Regions from separate parts of the Mus musculus genome. Here all the other regions are linked to region 2. A link is a contact called in public promoter capture Hi-C data. All regions are on one chromosome and are shown on one strand. The core of a region is the stretch at or near the end of the contact, and the rest is flanking DNA. Distances in the headings are between cores, read along the strand shown.

Evidence for each region. Promoter capture Hi-C pulls out the DNA fragments that hold promoters and counts their contacts.
Region 1: a contact with region 2 is called in a promoter capture Hi-C map of embryonic stem cells. The contact joins the promoter of Lipt1 here to the promoter of Cnga3 in region 2. A contact is called at or near these places in 5 of 39 promoter capture datasets (the 3T3-L1 cell line, embryonic stem cells, hippocampal neurons and 2 more) and 1 of 115 datasets of contacts at active chromatin or transcription factors (embryonic stem cells).
Region 3: a contact with region 2 is called in a promoter capture Hi-C map of hippocampal neurons, with 3 times the contacts expected there. The contact joins the promoter of Ankrd39 here to the promoter of Cnga3 in region 2. A contact is called at or near these places in 9 of 39 promoter capture datasets (the 3T3-L1 cell line, cranial neural crest, embryonic stem cells and 3 more), 4 of 115 datasets of contacts at active chromatin or transcription factors (SST interneurons, T-cell acute lymphoblastic leukemia, astrocytes and 1 more) and 2 of 9 other capture datasets (embryonic stem cells and liver).
Region 4: a contact with region 2 is called in a promoter capture Hi-C map of pre-B cells, with 4 times the contacts expected there. The contact joins the enhancer-like site here to the promoter of Cnga3 in region 2. A contact is called at or near these places in 13 of 39 promoter capture datasets (the 3T3-L1 cell line, 3T3-L1-derived adipocytes, the HPC-7 cell line and 7 more) and 2 of 9 other capture datasets (adipose tissue and liver).
Region 5: a promoter capture Hi-C map of liver shows a contact between it and region 2, with 2.4 times the contacts expected there. The contact joins the promoter of Lyg1 here to the promoter of Cnga3 in region 2. A contact is called at or near these places in 5 of 39 promoter capture datasets (the 3T3-L1 cell line, hematopoietic stem and progenitor cells, liver and 1 more) and 1 of 9 other capture datasets (macrophages).

What each region holds. Positions count from the first base shown.
Region 1 is chr1:37,870,679-37,874,391 of GRCm38.p6, forward strand. It overlaps Lipt1 (lipoyltransferase 1), which reads left to right and starts at 1,541. Exons shown (of 2, transcript NM_001037918.4): 1 at 1,541-1,647.
Region 2 is chr1:37,216,999-37,220,955 of GRCm38.p6, forward strand. It overlaps Cnga3 (cyclic nucleotide gated channel alpha 3), which reads left to right and starts at 2,207. Exons shown (of 6, transcript NM_009918.2): 1 at 2,207-2,540.
Region 3 is chr1:36,545,951-36,550,017 of GRCm38.p6, forward strand. It overlaps Ankrd39 (ankyrin repeat domain 39), which reads right to left and starts at 1,302. Exons shown (of 4, transcript NM_026241.4): 1 at 1,136-1,302. The coding sequence starts at 1,235. Sema4c (sema domain, immunoglobulin domain (Ig), transmembrane domain (TM) and short cytoplasmic domain, (semaphorin) 4C) reads right to left here. Exons shown (of 15, transcript NM_001126047.3): 15 at 2,689-4,067. The coding sequence ends at 3,589.
Region 4 is chr1:37,797,767-37,801,473 of GRCm38.p6, forward strand. The region is part of intron 14 of Tsga10 (testis specific 10); the gene reads right to left. Among named protein-coding and RNA genes, the nearest start is that of Tsga10, 56 kb to the right of the region's middle. Within about 2 kb of position 2,010, at least 7 of the 459 cell types and tissues checked have an H3K27ac peak or open chromatin away from gene starts, as enhancers often do. A contact at or near this core is called in pre-B cells, where this site is marked.
Region 5 is chr1:37,955,524-37,959,285 of GRCm38.p6, forward strand. It overlaps Lyg1 (lysozyme G-like 1), which reads right to left and starts at 2,236. Exons shown (of 6, transcript NM_027111.3): 1 at 2,212-2,236.

The sequences.
Region 1 (3,713 bases), core at 291-2,790, 650 kb after region 2:
TCGTTGTTGGGGAGTTGGACTACAGACTGTAAGTCATCATAATAGATTTCCTTACTATAGAGAGACAGACTATAAGTTCTCTGACTCTAGAGAACCCTGACTAATACATTTTGTAACATACATACATACATACATACATACATACAGATTGATTTGCTGTATAATGTGTGTTATCTCAGCCTTAATATGGTGATTAAATGAAAGAAGCCCATGCTAATACCTTTAATCCCAGCACTTGGAAGGCAGAGGCAGAAAGCTCTCTGTGAGGCCAGTCTGGTCCACATAGCGAGTTCCAGGCAAGCCTGCCTTACAGGGGGAGACCCTAACTCACACTCAAATAGAAGTTTTAAGAAGAGCAGACAGAGCCAGGCATGGTGGAGCACACTTTTAATTTCAGCACTCCAGAAGCAGAGGCAGGTGGATCTCTGTGCATTCAAGGCCAGCCTGGTCTACAAAATGAGTTCCAGAACAGCCAGGGCTACACAGAGAAACCCTGTCTTGGGGATTGGGAGCGGGGGAGGAGACAGAATAAAATGCAGGAAAGGAGAATTGCCATCACCAGAGGACTATAAAGCAGGTTAGAGTGTTATTGGACATTCCAGTGGAGAAGCTGAAGAAGTAGAAAAAGAGGATAACTGGTCCAAAGACAGACATCTTAGAGCAGACAGTGGAGAATGAAGGAAGGTCATTGAAGGAAATTAAAACAAAACAAAACAAAAAACAAAAACAAAACAGAACAACAACAACAGAAAAAAACTGTCCCTTCTCAGATTTCAAAGAATACAATATAGAAGCAGACTACTAATTTAGGAGCCCTACTAAGGGCAACACAATGTGGGGCTATTTTGATAACTAGCAAAATTCCTACAATGACGAATGGAAAAGTATCCCTTCCCACCCTCATAATACCATCCAGCTGAAGACTGATCTCATCAAAGTTGCAGTAACAGACAGGAGTCCTGTCTGTGGTGCAGCTAATTTATATACCCTGAATTAACTCTGCTCATTTACTGCGTTAGCAGTACCAGGAGGCAAGGCTGGAGAGGCTTCCATTCTAACTGAAGGAGGAGAGACTGGTTTCTGTGGAAGAGCGAGGAATGACCACAAATTCTTTGGGCTCTGCTCATCAAGAAGTGGGTCCGTGATCTCATTCCTTAACTCTAGTCTGGCTTTGTTGTTCCTGGGGCCATAGGAATGCGGTTGAAGCGCTTCCAAGTGCCTTGAATCGAACCGCCCCAGCAGCTAGACAGCACCTCCTGAGTGTGAACAGACCATTTTGGACCACACAGTTTAGCCAACTCTTGCTGAAAGAAACCAGCATAGGAATCACCCAGCTCGTCTTTACATATTTTGGTAAGTGGACTTTGTCCTTTCAATGAATCTAGTTCTAAATGCATTGGCCTGAAGGAAATAACCTTAAAAATATTTGCTTCTATTTCAGGCTTAGCCACGACCTCCTGGGGGTGTGGCTTATCCAGGGGGCGAGCTTTACGGGGGCGTGGCCTCTTGAGGGCGGGTCTCTTGGGCGGGGCTGGGGAGGACTCCCCAGCAACTGCGTCTAGAGGGCTGAGTGTTCTGGGTTCCACGTGGGTTGATTGAGTTTTAATTTGCAGAAAAAGCTGCTGCGGGCGCGACCGGAAGTGGCAGGTGAGTGAAGCCGGAAGCAGTTCCAGTGAATTCTTTGCGGGTTGTGGAGGCACACGCTGAGCAGGAGTGGGTGCTGCGGAGAGCACGCGTGCGTCCCATGGGCCCCTCCTATTGGTTCTGAAAGCTCTGCAGATTACACCTGGTGCTCCGGACGTAATTTCATTATTGGGAACAGTTGATTTCTAATACGGCGTAGGGTAAACTAAACAAGACATTCAGTGCTAGTCGCGTGCCTGCTCCCGAAGAGTAAAGCTTGCTTAAAAGTTCGTAATCACTTCCAGGTTTGGATCGCGTTATTAGGAGGATAGCAAATAGTTTTGGTAAGGCCTTGTGAGGAAGGTAGGCCTGTAGTTAGGTCTTGCTTTACACTCTGTCAGGGAGAAGCATGTGTTGGCAGTTGCAGAAGTGTCTCCCAGAGCATGGAAGTAAGAGCCTCCTGAGGAAATAATTATAACACCAGTAATGAAGATGAAAGCAGAGAGCTGGGGGTGGATTGCTCGGCGGTACAGTTCAAACCTAGACTGAGTGAGTTCCATCCCTTGCTCAGCTAAAGCTGTTAAAATAGAGTGTAGTTGGGTATATCAACCACATCCTAGCCCAGGCGCCTACAGAGGAGTAGGTGGCCAACACAAAACAAACTCCACGGGCTTTTTTTTTTTTTTCTTTTTTGGTCTTGTCTCGTTGATCTTTTACTTATTTTGACTTTAGTTTTCATAGGTTTTGGTTTTTTAAAGAAAGAACATAAAGTTGGGTGGATAGGGAGGTGGTGGGATCTGAAAAAAACGGGGAGAGGAAGGAACGTGATCAAAATGCATTGTATAAAAAGTTTTTCATTTAAAAAAGTAAAATATGGGTGTGGGTCGCTATGCAAAGTAACACTGTAGAAACAGAATTCTACCAGGTTTTCAAAAGTTAGATTGTTTCATTTTGTCTGTCAGCTACAGTCTGTCTCAGAAGGTATGTCAGGCCTTCAACCCAGAGGCAGAGGCAAATAGATCTCTGTGAGCTCAAGGTCAGCCTGGTCTACAGAGGTAGTTTCAGGAGATCCAGGGCTACACACTCATCGTGTCTGAGGGTGGGGAGATTGTGTTCTGATAACTAAAATAATTTGTGATACGATACATAATAATCATTTAGTTTAACTCCTTAAAATGACTCACGTGTAACTATTTTAGTAGTCCTATTTAAACATGACTCACACAGATTTACAGTCTTTATTCTGGCAATGTGTCTCCCTTCCCTGTGACTCTTGTCACCTTTATGTAGTTCACTGATGAATCCCAACTGTCAAGGACAAAGCATGCCTTATAGTTACTGCAGACTCTGTCAGCCATTGGCTGGTTAATTGTGGACCATAGTTAATGTATCAAGGTAAACTCCAGTTTGACATATCTTTTAGGAATCCTTGTACACTTGAAAGAAGACATGTTAAACTGTCAAAAAAAAAAATGGATTGGAAGAGAAGACCTTGAAATCACAATTATTTAGGTTCATCTCATGTGCTCTTGAATTCAGTTAAAGGCAACTGGATCAGATAGAGATTAAACTACCGGTCTAAAGCTATTCAGTTAGTTGCAAAGCAAGCATTAAAATGTAAAAGCAACTATTTTACCTGAACCTCTATATATGTTAATAAGTGTGACTATTGTCACCTTAGGAGAGGATGTCACAAGGTCTTTTTCAAATCCCAACTTCAATGGGCACATTCTAGTTTATTAGTATCCGAGACGTCATGACACCTAATCCTTGATGTTTCTCCCTTGGATCACCCAAGAAGAGGACCTTAGGCCAGTGAGCCCAGAAAACCACTAAGCTTCAGGTTGAGTAAGAGACCCTGCCTCAAAGAATATAGTAGAGAGTGAGAGGACTCTTGGACATTGACCTCTGACCTGTGCATGCACAAATGTGTGCTCAAACACATACACAGAGACACAGACAAAAATAAATTTAATAAGTGAAAGCCAGAATGGCAGTGTATGTCTATATTCTAGTTAAAGCTAGGGCAAAAGGACTATTTGAACCCAGGGATTCAAGGTCAGATGGGTAACATAGTAAAGTCTCATCTC
Region 2 (3,957 bases), core at 957-3,456:
GTATTGGTCATGAGAGCCTGGAACTCAAGACACTACCCTGTTCTTGTCAGACGAAAAGGCTCAGTGTGTCCCTGGGACCTGCTCCAGGGGTTCAGAGCCAGAGATGGCAACTATCAGTGATGGAGAGGTGGGAGTCAACCTATCCTCCTCCTCCTCCTTCCTTCATCTTTCTCCTTCCTCCTTTCCCTCCTCCTCCCCCTTCATCTTCCTCCTCTTCCTCCTTCCTCCTTTCCCTCCTCCTCCCTTCATCTTCCTCCTCTTCCTCCTTTCCCTCCTCCTCCTCTCTTCATCTTCCTCCTCTTCCTCCTTCCTACTTTCCCTCCTCCTCCCTTCTTCCTCCTCCTCTTCTTCCTCTTCCTTCTCCCCTTCCTCTCCTTCCTCCCCTTTTTTCTCCTCCCACTCTCTCTTCCTCTGCCTCTTTCCAGCTGGAGATTGAAGCAAGGTCTCACATATGCTAGGCAAATATTCTGCCCCATAGGTCACCATTCTTAGCAACATTGTCCTGCTCACCTGTACCTCTGTGCATAAATCTAGTTTCTGGAACTGCACAGCCTTATTGAAAAAAAATAACCAAAAAACTCTTATCTCCAAGGAGAGCTTAAGTCCCTCTGAATTCAATACAGAATAGGGACTGCTAGCTGGTTGGTGGGTTTTAAATTTTGGTTCTGTGAGTCTAGAGCAGTGGTTCCCTACCTTCTTAATGCTGCAACACTTTAATACAGTTCCTCATGTTGTGGTGACCACCAACTATAACATCATTTTCATTGCTACTAACTATAACTTTGCTACCATTACGAATAGTAATGTAAATACCTGATGTGAAGGAGATCTGATGTAACCCCTGTGAAAGGGTCATTGAGAGCCACTGGTCTAGAATATAGTGAGGTAGAAGAAACTAAAAACTGCAAGAATATGCATCCCAAGAGAAACTTGCTTCTAAAAGCACCATTAAGAGTGTAGATTGTATAATTGTACATTGTAGATGACTGTAGCACACACACACACACCTTAAACTTCAAGCCTCCCGATCTTTACTGTCCTCACTTAGTGTGGGCTACTGGAAGTTGTCTGTGGTGGCCACTTGAGATCAGAAGAAAAGTCCAAAGTTGACAGCTGGACTATTACTTTATTGCTTCCTGCTTCCTGCCTCCTCTTCCTCCTCCCCGTCTTCCTCCTCCTTCCCCTCCTCTGAATACAAGCAAGTGTGGCTTCTGCCTTTCTCCAGACTTCCTTTGAATTCCAGGCATCTCAGTTGACTCTCTCAGTCAAAGGAAGCAACAGAGTTACTCCGCCTGCTGGACCCAGAAGACCATGCCGGAGACAGGGAGCTGAAGAGCAGGAGAAAGAAGTCCGGGCTGTTGCCCAGAACAGAGAGAGAGAGAGAGAGAGGAAGGAGTCGCTCTCCCAGATCCAGGCGCACCAAGAAGCCCAAACTTTGACAGGGTAAGGACTCAAGGGGGGTGGGGGTGGGGGTTGAGCTGGAAGTTGCTGGGCCACTACACTAAACAGAGATTCTGGGCTGGATCCGGGCTCCAGGTCCAAGCTGGTCCTGGTGAGTGGCGGGGCGCTGTCCGCAGCCCACGGTGCTGAAACAGGTCCCTTCCTGCCTGTCTCTGCAGACATAGGGGACACCCTCCAGTGTGCTTGGAACAAGAACAAGCGTACTCGGTGCTCCCCATAAGCATCCCCTTTCTGCAACTCACTGAGCTAAGCCCGCTAAGCCGTCGAGTAACCAAACAGAAAGAGCTGGGCTGACTTTACCGCCACAGGACCGGGTCCAGCCATACGTTCTCCAGCCATCCTGTACTCAGAGGCAGCATCTTCACTGCCATTAAATCAGGAAGGAGCTCAAAGTCCATCTCGTCCCTCTGGCTCACCGGATTAGTGTCTCCCAGCGCCAAAACCGCGCTGGGACACTCGGGTCAAAGATTTGGAAGGCGTCACCCTGAGGCAGCATGCAGGGGATGTGAGCTGCTCTTCCAAACCCTACTCAGCCTAGAAAGACAAAGAGTCAGGTGGACTGAGGAAGGAGTGAGGAGTTTATTTAAGAAGAAAGAATCTTTTTTTTTTTTTTTAATGAAAAATTTATACCGGACTTAGCCACAGGGCCAGAAGGCTTAGTGGCTAGGGTTGGTGGCCCCTGATCCCTTAAAATCCGCTTATCTGATAAAGTGTCTGGCTCAGTCTTCAGAATTTCCTCAATAACTATGCACTCCCTCTTGTCTTCCACCCCCTTCTCCACACCCAATCCACCCTTGACCACCTCAGGCTGCCAATCTACTGGCTACTCTGGGCTGGGACTGTGGAGCTAGGAAGTGGGAAAAGCTGATCCAGGTTTTGTTTTGTTTTGTTTTGTTTTGTTTTGTTTTGTTTTGTTTTGTTTTTCTCATCATCTCCCTCTCTGATGCTGTTGGGACTTTGATCTTCAGAAGCAAGCGTCTTCCTAGGCACGGCTTGCCTCCTTCAAGAAGGAGACTTAAGCAGAGCGGTGTGGAGTCTGCAGCCTTCGATAAGCAGGCATTGGTGAAACAGCCTCACAGGTGAGACCCGTTTGCTCAGGGCTCTCCCTGTAGCTCTACCCTGAGTAACCTCTCTCCAGAAGCTGGACTGTTCCTTATGAGCGATCATCACTAATTCTTATTCTGATCTGAGACTGGGGTCTGCTTCACCATTCCCAATCCCTCAAAGCTTTAGAAAGTGCCTGCCACCTGGGTTCAAACACCATCCCATAGCAGGGAGCCCAGCTCTGTGCCAACATTCTCTGTGGGTCATCATCTTCTACCCCATACAGCATCACTCATTAAAACAAGCAGCGATGTAGTTGTCCGGCCATGGCACTCACCCAGTGCAGTGTGCTTTGGTGCCCACACCTCCCGAAGTGAGAATCCATGGGAAAGGGAGCCTGGCAAAATTTGGACCCAGAGCGGGAGGTGCATGTCATGACCAAACCAAACTTCTATGCTAAAATTCTGGCTGTAGGAAATTTAGTCATATCATGCAGAGCATAGTAGAGATTTCAGCTGAGGTCTGAGGGATCCTCTGGTGTCAGTGGAGATGAATGTGAAATTTGTTCTGATTCTTTTTCCTCCTCAACTTCTTTTTCACTCCCGAGGGGGTCCTCTGTGGTCCTTGATGCCAGAAATGGTTGCTCTCTAACGGCTGTCTGTATGGCACAAGATCTCAGTCACTTTCCTTGGGGTTTTGGCCAGGACTTTGTGTGCCTCTTGCCTCTGATGCACCTGATTTTATGCCTTTTCTGTTCTCATTCACTGTCAGCTGCAGGATGTGCTTCTGGTTAAGAATGGGGTTGCTATGGTGACCAGCCTCAGGTTGCCATGGTACCCAGAGGTAAACAGTTGGAAGCTGCGCAGGCTCTTCTCTAGTTCTGGAAGCTCTCTCTGGCTGCCAGCTTCCTACAGGAGTTGAAAGATAACAATAACCAGGCCCCAGAGCCTTGCTCTGACACCCCCTCCCATCCCCAGTATACTGCCACGTGAACACTCACTACCCCTCCACCCCCACCCCCTACTGAAGATTGAGATGGGTCTTTTTCTCTATGCCACCCCCCCCATTACACACCCTGGGGCTTCACTCTGGCCTCTCTTATTTCATACTGATGATTCCTTAGTGCGAAACAAAGTTCAGTGGGAGAAACAGAATTAAATTAATTAAGCAGGCACAGTCTCTACCCTGGGGAACTTCTCTGAGCGGTGGGAGAGAGGAAGCTTATAGCACCTGTGAGTGGCCTGCTTTCTAGACTGAAGTAGACACAGCAGCAGCCCTGAAGCTAAATAGATGTTGAGGATTGTTCCTGTCAGAGGGTCTCTCGGGGAAGGTCACCTTGAGAGTAACTGCAAGTTGAAGTTGAGGAAAAGCAAAAGGATTCTCTTAGGGGGAGGCACCTGCAAAGCAGAAGTGGGCGGCTGGTCAGGAGGTGGGAGGTTAACCTGGGGCTCA
Region 3 (4,067 bases), core at 52-2,551, 670 kb before region 2:
TGCAAGGGTGAGAACCATAAAGAGGTACAGAAACACAACAGTCAGTCTGGCTTGGGGAACTAAACGCAATAGGAGGCGCTGGAGAGGCGGCTCAGTTAAGAGTTCTGTCTGCACCAGGCCGGTGGTGGCGCACGCCTTTAATCCCAGCACTCAGGAGGCAGAGGCAGGCGGATTTTTGAGTTCGAGGCCAGCCTGGTCTACAAAGTGAGTTCCAGGACAGCCAGGGCTATACAGAGAAGCCCTGTCTCAAAAAAAAAAAAAAAAAAGAGAGAGAGAGAGAGAGAGAGAGCGCTCTGGCTGCTCTGCAAAGGACCAGGGTTGTTTCTCAGCTGGTCACATCTGTAACTGCCAATTCCAGGGAATCTGAAGCCCTATTCTGGCCTCCAGGAGCTAAATGCACATAAATAGTCTTTAAATTAAAAAAAGCGTAAATGTAATCATCTCATTTGTTATTTTCTAAAGGTACAGCGGAGAAAACACTTCAAGAGGAGGAAGCGGGGAGTCCTATTATGTCCCTAGTCCAAAAGATGGGGGTAGCAGAGGTGTAGAGAAACGCCGCCCGCTAGGAAGCCATTCCTATGGTAACCATCAAGTGTTCCGTATCATCAGCCCTACACTGATGACAACCTTGCTACAACTGCACAAACTACCTGTTCCTGGGGATAACATGGTAACCGGCACAGAAGAACAGGGACCACTGCTAATAGCAAAATCTCTGTATGATTTTGGACAAAACAGTCACACCCCTGCGCTCCACAGTAAATCTTTCGAGATCACTGTCATTGCTAAAACTTGTACACTCACACCCGAGAGCAGCAAGGGCCAGCTGCCCTGACCTCCCCGGTGGATACGAACCACCAACTGCAGATTCTTTCCCTAGCTCCTCTGTCACCTGACCAGGCTGTCTCCTAGCTGGGTTGGTCTCCAGACCCAGTTCAGAAACCAATGCCTCAATTTACCCGTCCGCACTCGAGACGGAGTAGTCGAGGGGCTTCCTGCCACGCTTTGAAGCCAGCCTTCCTGCACCAGGCCCGGAAGCTCCAAACACGGTTCGAGGCCTCCTTCAGTCCACGTTCCCGGAGATGGGGCTGGAGATTGCCCGCCGCCGGCAACGCGGCCGCCTCACCCCTCTCACCCCTGTCGAAGTCCATCTCCTCCAGCGTCTGCTGTACCCCGGGCACCGCACTAGGGTGAGAGCAGCAGGAGCCATCCGCGCAAAGGTGCGGCGCCGCCATCCCGGCGGCCGGGACTGCAGCCAAGCGCTCCTACGAAATGCCCACCCCTCCGTCCCAGGTTGACCACTCGACGTCCGTAGTTGACCTTCGAGTCCCGCCTCCTCGCCCCAGGCCAACCAATCCTGCATTTAGACCTTAGCTTAGCAACCAATGAAAGTGGTGAGGTGTGGCTGGATAGACTGAGCCTTGCTGCTTTGCTACCACGGGAGGGCGCCCAAGGCTAACTAAGCACAAGGAAGAGCAAAGGCTCGGGAATCCGTTGAGCTCCCCGGGAGGAGGCAGGACAGTTCGTGCAGCCTCGCCTTGTAGGGTGAGGGGACCAGGCAGCTTGGCCTGTCTGGTAGTGTTTATGTCGCATTCGCCAGAACCGAGGCCTCGCAGGTTCCCCAGGGCACAAGGACTCTAGACGCGGCCCATAGTCCCTCTCTCATCTCCCAAGCATCACTTGAGCTGTAGGCCATCCATGGTCAGATCAGTGACCCGCCAGAAAGCTACTAACACTCTGACCCTCGTTCTTTAGCAATCCATCAGGAAGCAGGTGGCCTGAGGGCAAGGACCTGGTAGACCACCTTTGTGCTTAAGCCTCTGCCCACTCAGTGGGCGCTGGTTGCCAACACCCACTGGGCAGACAACTGAGCTAAGGGAAACACACTCAAGTATTTCCCAGCCTCTTCTGACCCACACTCAGGGAAACAGCAGCCTGCTCAAGGGTCATCCAAGTGTATGGGGGGTGGGGGGTGGGGTGGCAGCTAAGGGTGGGCAGAGAGCTCACTGTGGTCTCTGTTCCTATGTACCGGTTAGATTGATCTAAACCAGGTGTGTCCAAATTGCAGCCAACAACAGCATCAAATTTAGCACAACACAAAATCTTAAAATGTCTTTTTTTTTTCCTCCTTCCTATTTTCCTTCTCGAAATCCGATTGGCAGGCAGCTCTCATTAAGGGCGCTCAGAAATGAATCCAGGCTGGGCCTGTTGTTTTTCCCAGGAACATCTGGGCCTACACCACTCCCTCACTAAGACAAGGGCTTGATACTGACTGGGTGGCAATAGGGGACTATCCCTACCCAGATAGGACATTCGAGACTAGCATTCTTCCCCTCCCACGGAGCTTGTCCTAATCTCCATCTTTATAAAGACACTGTCCACACAACTTGAGAAGCCTCTCCTTCAGCCCCTGACTCCCTGCTCACCCTCCCTATAGTTCTGGGAAGACCGTCTCCTTCTCCTCCTCTTCCCGAACGCTCTGCCTTGTTTCCCTGTGGCACCAGGCCAAGTCCAGCTCCCAAGCAGAGTAGCCCTGCTCTGGCTCCCAGTCCCATAGGCATCACTGTGGGAAAACACTTGAGTCTCAGCTGGCCCCTCCAGAGATGCACGGACAGGCATTAAGACCATGATGGCCCAGACCAAAGGATGAGTCCCTCTTAGGTCAATAAGTGGGTTTGAGTCAAAATATCTGTGTGGCAGGGTTAAATTTCATTTTCTCCATTTTATTTGTCAATATAAAAATACTCAAATATTTACAACAAATAAATATGTGGGGACACAATAAGTTACACTGTTAGCCCTTTTCCCAGAGCAGGGAGAGGATAGGCCAGTATCCATAGCATGCCCACCTCCTCCCTTCCCTCCCCCAACAACCCTTCCCAGCCCTGTCAGAAGAGCGCAAATATAAAATACCACCGAACCCGGAGGGCAAGTGGGAGGCCCTGCCCACCCCTCCCCCTGAAGCAGGAGGTTCCATCTCCACCCCCAACCCCCGCCCTGAAAACATTCACAGCCCTAGGAGCAGGGCTAGGCCCACCCCCGAGTCCCGCACTCCCCCAAAAGGGGTACAACACCCTGTCCTTCCCTTCCCCGTATGTACATCACTGCCCCAAAGCTTGGGACAGCTGGGGGTAGGAGAAGCAAAGTGCTATGACCCCCTTCCCCTTCATAGCTCCAAAGACTCAACCAGGAGGACCCCAGGCCAAGGGAAGACGTGATAGAGACAGGAAAGTTACAACACACACACACACACACACACATTCTTCCACATGCATACCAACACATATATGCACAAACACGCCCACATCTTGAAACCTCTTCCTTGCAAAGTTTTGGCTGCTGGGGTCCCACATGTCTCAAATTCACAGAGGAGGGTGTGTCTCCTGTGAGGCTGAAGTCCTGGTGAGCCACACCAAGTGGCAGTGCCCATGCTGAGCAGGTCCTCACGGCCGGGCAAATGCTGGGCAGTGTCTGTCCCAGGCAGAGCAAGTGCCCCTGCCATGTCCCTGAGGTAGCTGGTGCCTGTGCAAAAGTTAAGAGTGCACCTCCCATGAGACCCCCCCCCGCCAATGAGGTGGGGGGGTCCCCTCATACTGAAGACTCCTCTGGGTTGGAGTCAGGCAGCGGCTGGCGCTGTTGTAGTTTCCGTCGTAATTCATCCGCGAGCTCAGGCAGTGGGTGCCCAGATCCTCCTCGGTCCTCTCCGCCCAACTGTAAACGCACATAACCATTGGCATTTGAGTTCCGACCACCTCCTAGGTGGAGCCGAGTTGGAGAAGGCAGAGGCTGGCCAGGTATGCCAGGAGGTGGGGAAGGGGGCCCACCCCCAGGCTGGCACCGGGCGTGACCAGGCACAATCTTGAGAGAGCCATCCGAATAGTAGTACCCGACAGGATCCCAAAGTTTCTCATCAGTTTCGGGGCCAGGACGGAAGGGGGGACTGGCAGGCTCCTTGGGCAGTTCCAAGGGGTACACCAGTGTCCTCTCAGATGCCTTGGCACCCTTTTCTAGCTCTTCTCGAAGTCGCCGGCGGAGCGATAGGACCAGCAGCAGCAGCACCAGGCACA
Region 4 (3,707 bases), core at 760-3,259, 580 kb after region 2:
CCTATCTGTCTCACGCTCTATAGAACTTTAAATGAAAATGTAGGAACACGTCTTCCAGGTCATAGGACACTAAAGAATTACTTAAAGAAAACATAAGATCAAAAGTAATATGGGAAAAGATTCATAATAATTCTAAGTGCACCTGCGTTTAATATCTCTTCATCTTGTAAATAAATGAAAAGACAAGTTAACAGTTAAATCTTTAAAAGGGTTGTGATCAAGAATATTATAGAGAATTCCTACCACTTAATAAAAAATATACAGCTGGGTAGTGGTGGCAACGCCTTTAATCCCAGCACTTGAGGGGCAAAGGCAGGCAGATCTCTGTGAGTTCGAGGTCACCCTGGTCTACAGAGTGAGTTCCAGGACAGCCAAGGCTACATTAAAACAAACAAACAAACAAACAAAACCCTGTCTTTAAAAACCAACCAAACAAACAATTGAATAGAAAAAAATTATACAAATTTAAGAAAAAAAGCCATTCCAAGGGCTGGAGAGACTGCACAGTGGCTGAAAGCACTTCCTGCTCTTGCAGAGGACCAGGGTTTGGATCCTAGCATCTACTTGGCTGTACACAATCATCTGTAATTTGTTCCAGAGAATCTGATGTCCTCTTCTGGCCTCCATGGGACCCATGTACACATACATCTGGGCAAACGCTCATGCACACAAAATTTAAAAAAAAATTTTTTTTTTTACTTTATCCAAAAGAAATGTAAGAGAAAATCCATCTAAGAGGTGTTGTGGATTTGGTCTAATTATTGCATTATATTATTTGGGTTACCAAAATTTCACGAGAATCCAAGAATCTGTTTGTAAGATGCTGAGGGTCCATGCCCCTAGTTGGTTCTGAATGGTATATAAAGTTGCCAGCAGCCAATGGCTGGGCAGAGAGACAGAGGTGGGACTTTAGGATCTGCAGGCAAGGGGTGTTGTACTGGCTGGTTTTGTGTGTCAACTTGACACAGCTGGAGTTATCACAGAGAAAGGAGCTTCAGTTGAGGAAATGCCTCCATGAGATCCAACTGTAAGGCATTTTCTCAACTAGTGATCAAGTGGGGCGGTCCCCTTGTGGGTGGGACCATCTCAGGGCTGGTAGTCTTGGGTTCTATAAGAGAGCAGGCTGAGGAAGCCAGGTGAAGCAAGCCAGTAAAAAACATCCCTCCATGGCCTCTGTATCAGCTCCTGCTTCCTGACCTGCTTGAGTTCCAGTCCTGACTTCCTTGGTGATAAACAGCAGTATGGAAGTGTAAGCCAAATAAACCCTTTCCTCCCCATCTTGCTTCTTGGTCATGGTGTTTGTGCAGGAATAGAAACCCTGACTAAGACAGGGACCAAGGGAGAAAGAAGAATTTCCATGCCAGGAAAGGACTAAGATTCAGGCTTGAGAGCTGCAGAAGACAAAGAGCATACTAATCATGTAAGAGCCAGTGGTAAGCGGCCCCAGCTCTCCCCCACCCCCCTAACTGGGTCTAGGGTAACAAAGACAGAATATAGGTTTTAGTAAGTAATAACTCAGGAGTATTGGAGGGGAGGCATTAGCAACGTGGAAGTTTGGGAGTGGTCCAACCATTGAGCCTTTTAAGGCATATTAAAATAGAAGGTTCTCTCTCTCTCTCTCTCTCTCTCTCTCCCTCTCTCTCTCTCTCTCTCTCTCTCTCTCTCTCTCTCTCTCTCTCTCTCTCTCTGTGTGTGTGTGTGTGTGTGTTTCATTTGAGAATCCAGAACATTGGGGCACGCTGCCACCACAACCATCACCAGGATGATTTAGAGAAGTGTTAATTACCAACAGCAAGAGAAACCTTAAGTGGTCAATAAACACTGAACCCTGTAACTTGTGTCTTCATCAGGTATGTGCCACCTGCTGTTGACAAAATGTGAATCAGGCAAGTGTCAGCCAGTCTCTGCCAGAAACCCTCAGCTTCCTGCTATTGGGCTTTTAGTACTGGTTTTGCTCTTGCTGAAGGAAAAACCTCAAGAGGTCTCACATGTCCATCAAAGATATTCTTAGAACACAGTGGTTTTGGCACAGAGGACGCTCATCCTAGAAAGGGCTTTGTTAACAATGTATGGAAGGAAGACTTTCAAATTAATTTCTGATGCACAGTTGCTTCTGAGAGGTCGTGTAATTTTCGTGGGGTTTGAGGACACTTTGTTTTGGTAAAAGATTCAGTTGTCGTTTTTAAAAAGCAGCATTAAAGACGTTCAGTTTCACTTGTAATCTAGGAAACATAGAACCCAACTGTGGAAAAATTAAGGCTCATAATACAGAATATAGTATTTAAGCAAATCATAACCCATGGTTTCTGGCAAGAGTAAACTTTTAGAAAGCAATTTGATAAACTAAGCGAAATTGTGTGTCTTAGACTAGGCACTCGCTTCCAAGCATAAGCCTAAGAAAACAGAGCCAAGAGAAATAAAAAGAATGTTTGTTACACAGCCCTTCACTACAGAAAGGGGGGAAAATTAAATTCCCCTTAATGTGGGGATAATTTAAGCAAGACAACATTGATACAATGAATATATGCCGCTGTCTGATGGATGTGTGTAACGAATCAGATGAAGCTTTAACGTTGTTGCAAACACATAATTAGTATATTTTATTACTTAAATAAAATTATTTGTCATGCCAGGGATGAATTCAGGCCTTCAGATGTTCTAGGCTTGATACCAAACCAAACCTCCAGCCCTAACAAATACAGACTTGATGACAAGGACTGGAGAGATGACTCAGCAATTAAGAGAACATACTGCATTGTCAAACAGAAGTTTGATTCACAGAAACCAAGTCAGGCTGCTAACAACCATATGTAACTCCAGTTCCAGGAGATCCAACACCATGGGCACTGGACTCACATGCACAAGCCCCCTCCCTCTCCCTCTTTCTCACACATGCACATGCATACATACATACATACATACATACATACATACATACAACTAAAAATAAAAATAGAGCCACATGGTGGGCCTAGAGAGATGGCTCAGCAGTTAAGAGCACTGGCTGCTCTTTCAGAGGTCCTGAGTTCAATTCCCAGCAACCACACCATTTTTAATAGGATCTGATGCCTTCTTCTGGTGCGTCTGAAAACAGCAACAGTGTACTAATATACATAAAATAAATAAAGTCTTTTTAAAAATAAAAATAAAATCTTAAAACACACACACACAAACACACACAACACACAGTACACACACACACACACACACACACACACACACCACTACTACACTGGCAGGTGACACACACACACACATTGCAAACCTGACTTGAAAATAGAAAGCATTAACTATCATGGATAGGTAAGAGATGCACAGACAGAGTATGAGCTCGTGAGAAACAGCTAGAATAATGTCAAAGTTACACATACCCAGTATGTGTGTGAGAAGCTATAGCTTAATGTTTGCTTTCTTTTAATTTATCTTATTTTTATTTTGTGTGTGTGCGTGTGTGTGTGTGTACCACATGGGTGCTGGCATCTGTGGAGGCCACGAGGGGAAGCCATTCTCCTGGAGCTGCAATGACAGGTGGTAGGAGCCACCCCATGTGGCTCCTGGGAATGGAACTCGGGTCTTCTGGAAGATCAGCAAGAGCTCTTAACCACTGAGACACATTACTCCCGACTCTGATGATATGTTTCCTTAAACAAAGCTATATGAAACAAATGTGGAAACATGCTAATGTTCTTATAGCTGTAGGATAAAAA
Region 5 (3,762 bases), core at 986-3,485, 740 kb after region 2:
ATGGCCCTTATTTGATACTGTAAGAACTGAGAACTGTGCTATGTAGCTCATTAATCATGGCCTCTCACCTTAAGCTTGGTTGTTGCCCTTGCTTTGTGGCTAGCACTCTTCTCCATCCTCCATCTGGATGGGCTGATGGGCCATGCCAGCATCCTCTCTCACTCATGACTGCCTGAAACTCAGTTCTTCTCCTCACTTTTGTTTTTGTTTTTGTTTTTTGTTTTTTGAGAGAGGGTTTTTCTGTGTAGCCCTGGCTGTCCTGAAACTCACTCTGTAGACCAGGCTGATCTCGAACTCAGAAATCCACCTGCCTCTGCCTCCCAAGTGCTGGGATTAAAGGTGTGCACCACCACTGCCTGGCTTTCTCCTCACTTCTTACATATGATAAAGACCCTGCCCACTGCCTTGCAGAAGGCGTTGTGCCAATGGAGCTTAAATAAAAAATGGCAATATCGATGACAGTCATACATATAAAATGGTTCTGCAACTAGAGGTCGCATACCTAAAGAAATAAAATCTACTTTTTAGACCACAGTGTAAGACGGCAACATTCCAGATCTTTGCTTGATTTGTTTTGAGACAGGGTTTTATAGCCTGGCGTAGTACTTGCCATATAGCCCAGGCTGGCTTCAAATCTACAGTGTTCCTACAGTGTTCTGCCTACAGAGTACAGAAATTGCAGATGTGAGCTACCTTGTCCAGTTTGAATTTGTGAGACTGGGTCTTGCCTTGTAACCCAGGCTGCCCTGGAACTGAAAATCCCCTTGCTCCACCCTCCATGGTGACTGCTGGCATGGCAGGTATGTACCCACGTATCATTTAACCTGTGTCTCAGACTGCATTTTCCCATGGCCTGTGATCTCATGCACTTGTTGAGTTTGGGTTATGAGGAAACCCAAACTAGGGAAAACATAGAAGGTTTGAGAAAGACTTTTTCCTCATTGTTGGCAAATTCATAATCGCTCCCTTTGCCATGGAGACTGTCTGAAGGGGGCTTCTTCTGTCTGTGTACCTCTGTTCTTGCTCTTCCTCATTTTTTCTGAGTTAAGAAATCTGGGAAGACCATCATCCCTGTGTGAGCCCAGGAATATTTCCTTCTGAACAAATATCTAATAAAAAAGATCCTGGCTTCCTCCATCATAGAATCTTAAAATACATCTGACTTTTAATGCTAATAGCCAAAACTTAAACTGTTAGACCCCCTAGTGTTAGCTCTTTCACAGCTTCCAAGAAAAGAAAGGCTCTTCTATAGACATGCACACACACCCCACCCCCAAGACACCACACGAGCTTGTCTGGGTCAATGTTTTATCCTCAAGATTGAAAGTGGGAAAGGACAGGGGCTTGCCATCTGGCAAAGTACCAACACTTCAGTCCTTCAGCCTTGAAAGAACAAGAAAGACCTTCTCTTTGATCTATTGCCAACAGAAAGAGGACAGGAGGCACATGGTTCTGCAAGCTTGCCCTCAGCAGCCTGCAGCCCGAGGAAATCCTGTAATCTTTCAGGGACCCCAACCCAGGCAAACCCAGGATTCATGGCTTTGGCATAGAGAAGCATTTTAGGACCAGACTGTATGAAGCAGAGTTGCTGATTTTTAAGGGCAATATTTTAAGCATAAGGAAAGAGGCACTCGGGAAGAAAATAAGACATTTCATATTCACTTCCCCTCAGGAAGTGAGTGAAGCAGTTGTTGACTGTGCTGGCAAGAGACCTCAGCCAGACTCTGAAGCAAGGGACTTCAGTCCCTCCCTATTCATGGCCCATAGTTTTCCCCATCTTTCTTCATGGCCCCAGTATTGCTGTTAGTGTTAAATGAGCACATATTTCTGTCCTGCTGTTTGAGGTCTTGCACATGTGCACATATTCAAAAGAAGCCCTACATGTGCACATATTCAAAAGAAGCCCTACATGTGCACTGAGAGAAATAATAAGTTTGTATAATGATTGTAAATGAATAGAAAGAATTATTCTATCATCTTAACTTTTCTAAAACGTGATCTTTTCTTGCAAGATCCTTAAGTTTCATTTGGTTCAATCTTATTTACTCAGAAGCAGAGACACAATCATTGTCAATTGATTAACATATCCTGGAAGTTTCCATCTAAATAGATAAATAAACCCAGGGTTGGCTAATCACCATTCAATTAGCATATCCTAAAATTTTCGTTCCGAGTAAGCTCAGTACAAGTCCAGGGTTGGTTCCCACTCACCTGTCTTCAGTCAGCTCCTCTTCCTAGAGACGGTCAGTGCTCGGAACCTTATATAGGGTCTCATCTTGCTGCTTCTTCTTAAAAGTGCTGACCTCATCTTATTATAAGATTTACAGCTAAATCTCATAAATTATAGTAATAATCATAATTATAAATACTTTGAACTCATATGGGGATTTATTCAAGAATGTCCTGGCATTCTGCACCCATCAACCAATTAGCTCTTTACCACACCTTGGAGGACAAATCATAATTGCAGGTTCTTGATGGAATGCAAAGGTCCGACATCTGTCTTTATTCACACCCATTTATTGTCATGTAAGGAATCAAGAAAGGGAGGGATGGAGAAAGAGAGAGGAGGGATATTGAGGCAGGAAAAGACAGAGAAGAAGGAGAAAAGGCTGAAAGAAGAAAGAAAGGATGAGAGGGAGAGAGGGGAGAAAGGGAGGGAGGAAGGGGAGAAAGGGAGAGGAAGGGAGAAGAAGGGAGAAGAAGGGAGGGAGGGAGAGAGGAAGGGAGAGGGAGGGGAGGAAGAAGGGAAGAAGGAGGGAGGGAATCTGGATTTTCATAAACTCCTAGTCCATACTTGGGACTAGTAGAGCTTCCTGTTAAGGAGTTTACAGTTCAGCATCCCCAGCTCAGAATCTGTTGTTCTATCCACGACTGAGATAGTTTGAGTCTAAGCTCCAATACCAGGAAGCGAGGTGAGCCCCAGGAGGTGGAGAGGCAGAAGCGCATGAGAGGAACCATAGGCAGATAAGACACACTTCATCCACCAGCATCCAGGCTGTTGGGCAGGCAGACAGCAGCAAGCACCCTGGCACATACAGCCATGTAGTCCAGCACACTGGCCATACATGGTAGACACAGGCTTACAGACAGACACAAACAGGCAGACTGGTGAAGGTGAGGGAGAAGGTCTCTGACCTCAAGGCCATTTTTATACAGATTTACCCAAAAGTGGCGTTCTCCCAGGAATAGTTACATAAGAGATTGTGTTACTGCTTACTTCGAGGTTCCCTGGACATCCAGTGTCTGCTTTTTTTTTTTTTTCTGGCTCACAGCCCCCAAGTCCAGTGTTAGCCATCTTGGCCATGCCAGATATCCACATCAGCACCATGTTCTCTATATTCTTGTTGGTTGTTTTGCTTTTCAAAACAGGGTTTTTCTGTATAACAGCCCTAGCTGGCCTGGAATTTGCTTTGTAGACCAGGCTGGCCTCGAACTTAGAGATCTGCATGTCTCTGCTTCCCGAGTACTGGGATTAAAGGTGAGTGCCACCATGCCTGGGTATACTCTACCCTCTTTAGACAACAATTGCTTTATGAGAGCAGGCTCATAAAGGTGTTGTCTGGGCCCATAACCCACATAGCAGTAGAGAGAACATCTAGTTTTCCAGGATTTCTTTCTGTCTGTGATAAAGTACCCTGACCCAATGCAACCTGGGAAGGAAGGAGATTGAAGGTGCGTCAGGAACTAGGGCAGAAGCTATAGAGGAACTGGCTTGGTTCCCCAACCATGCTCAGCAACCTTTCTTAGACAGCCTATGAG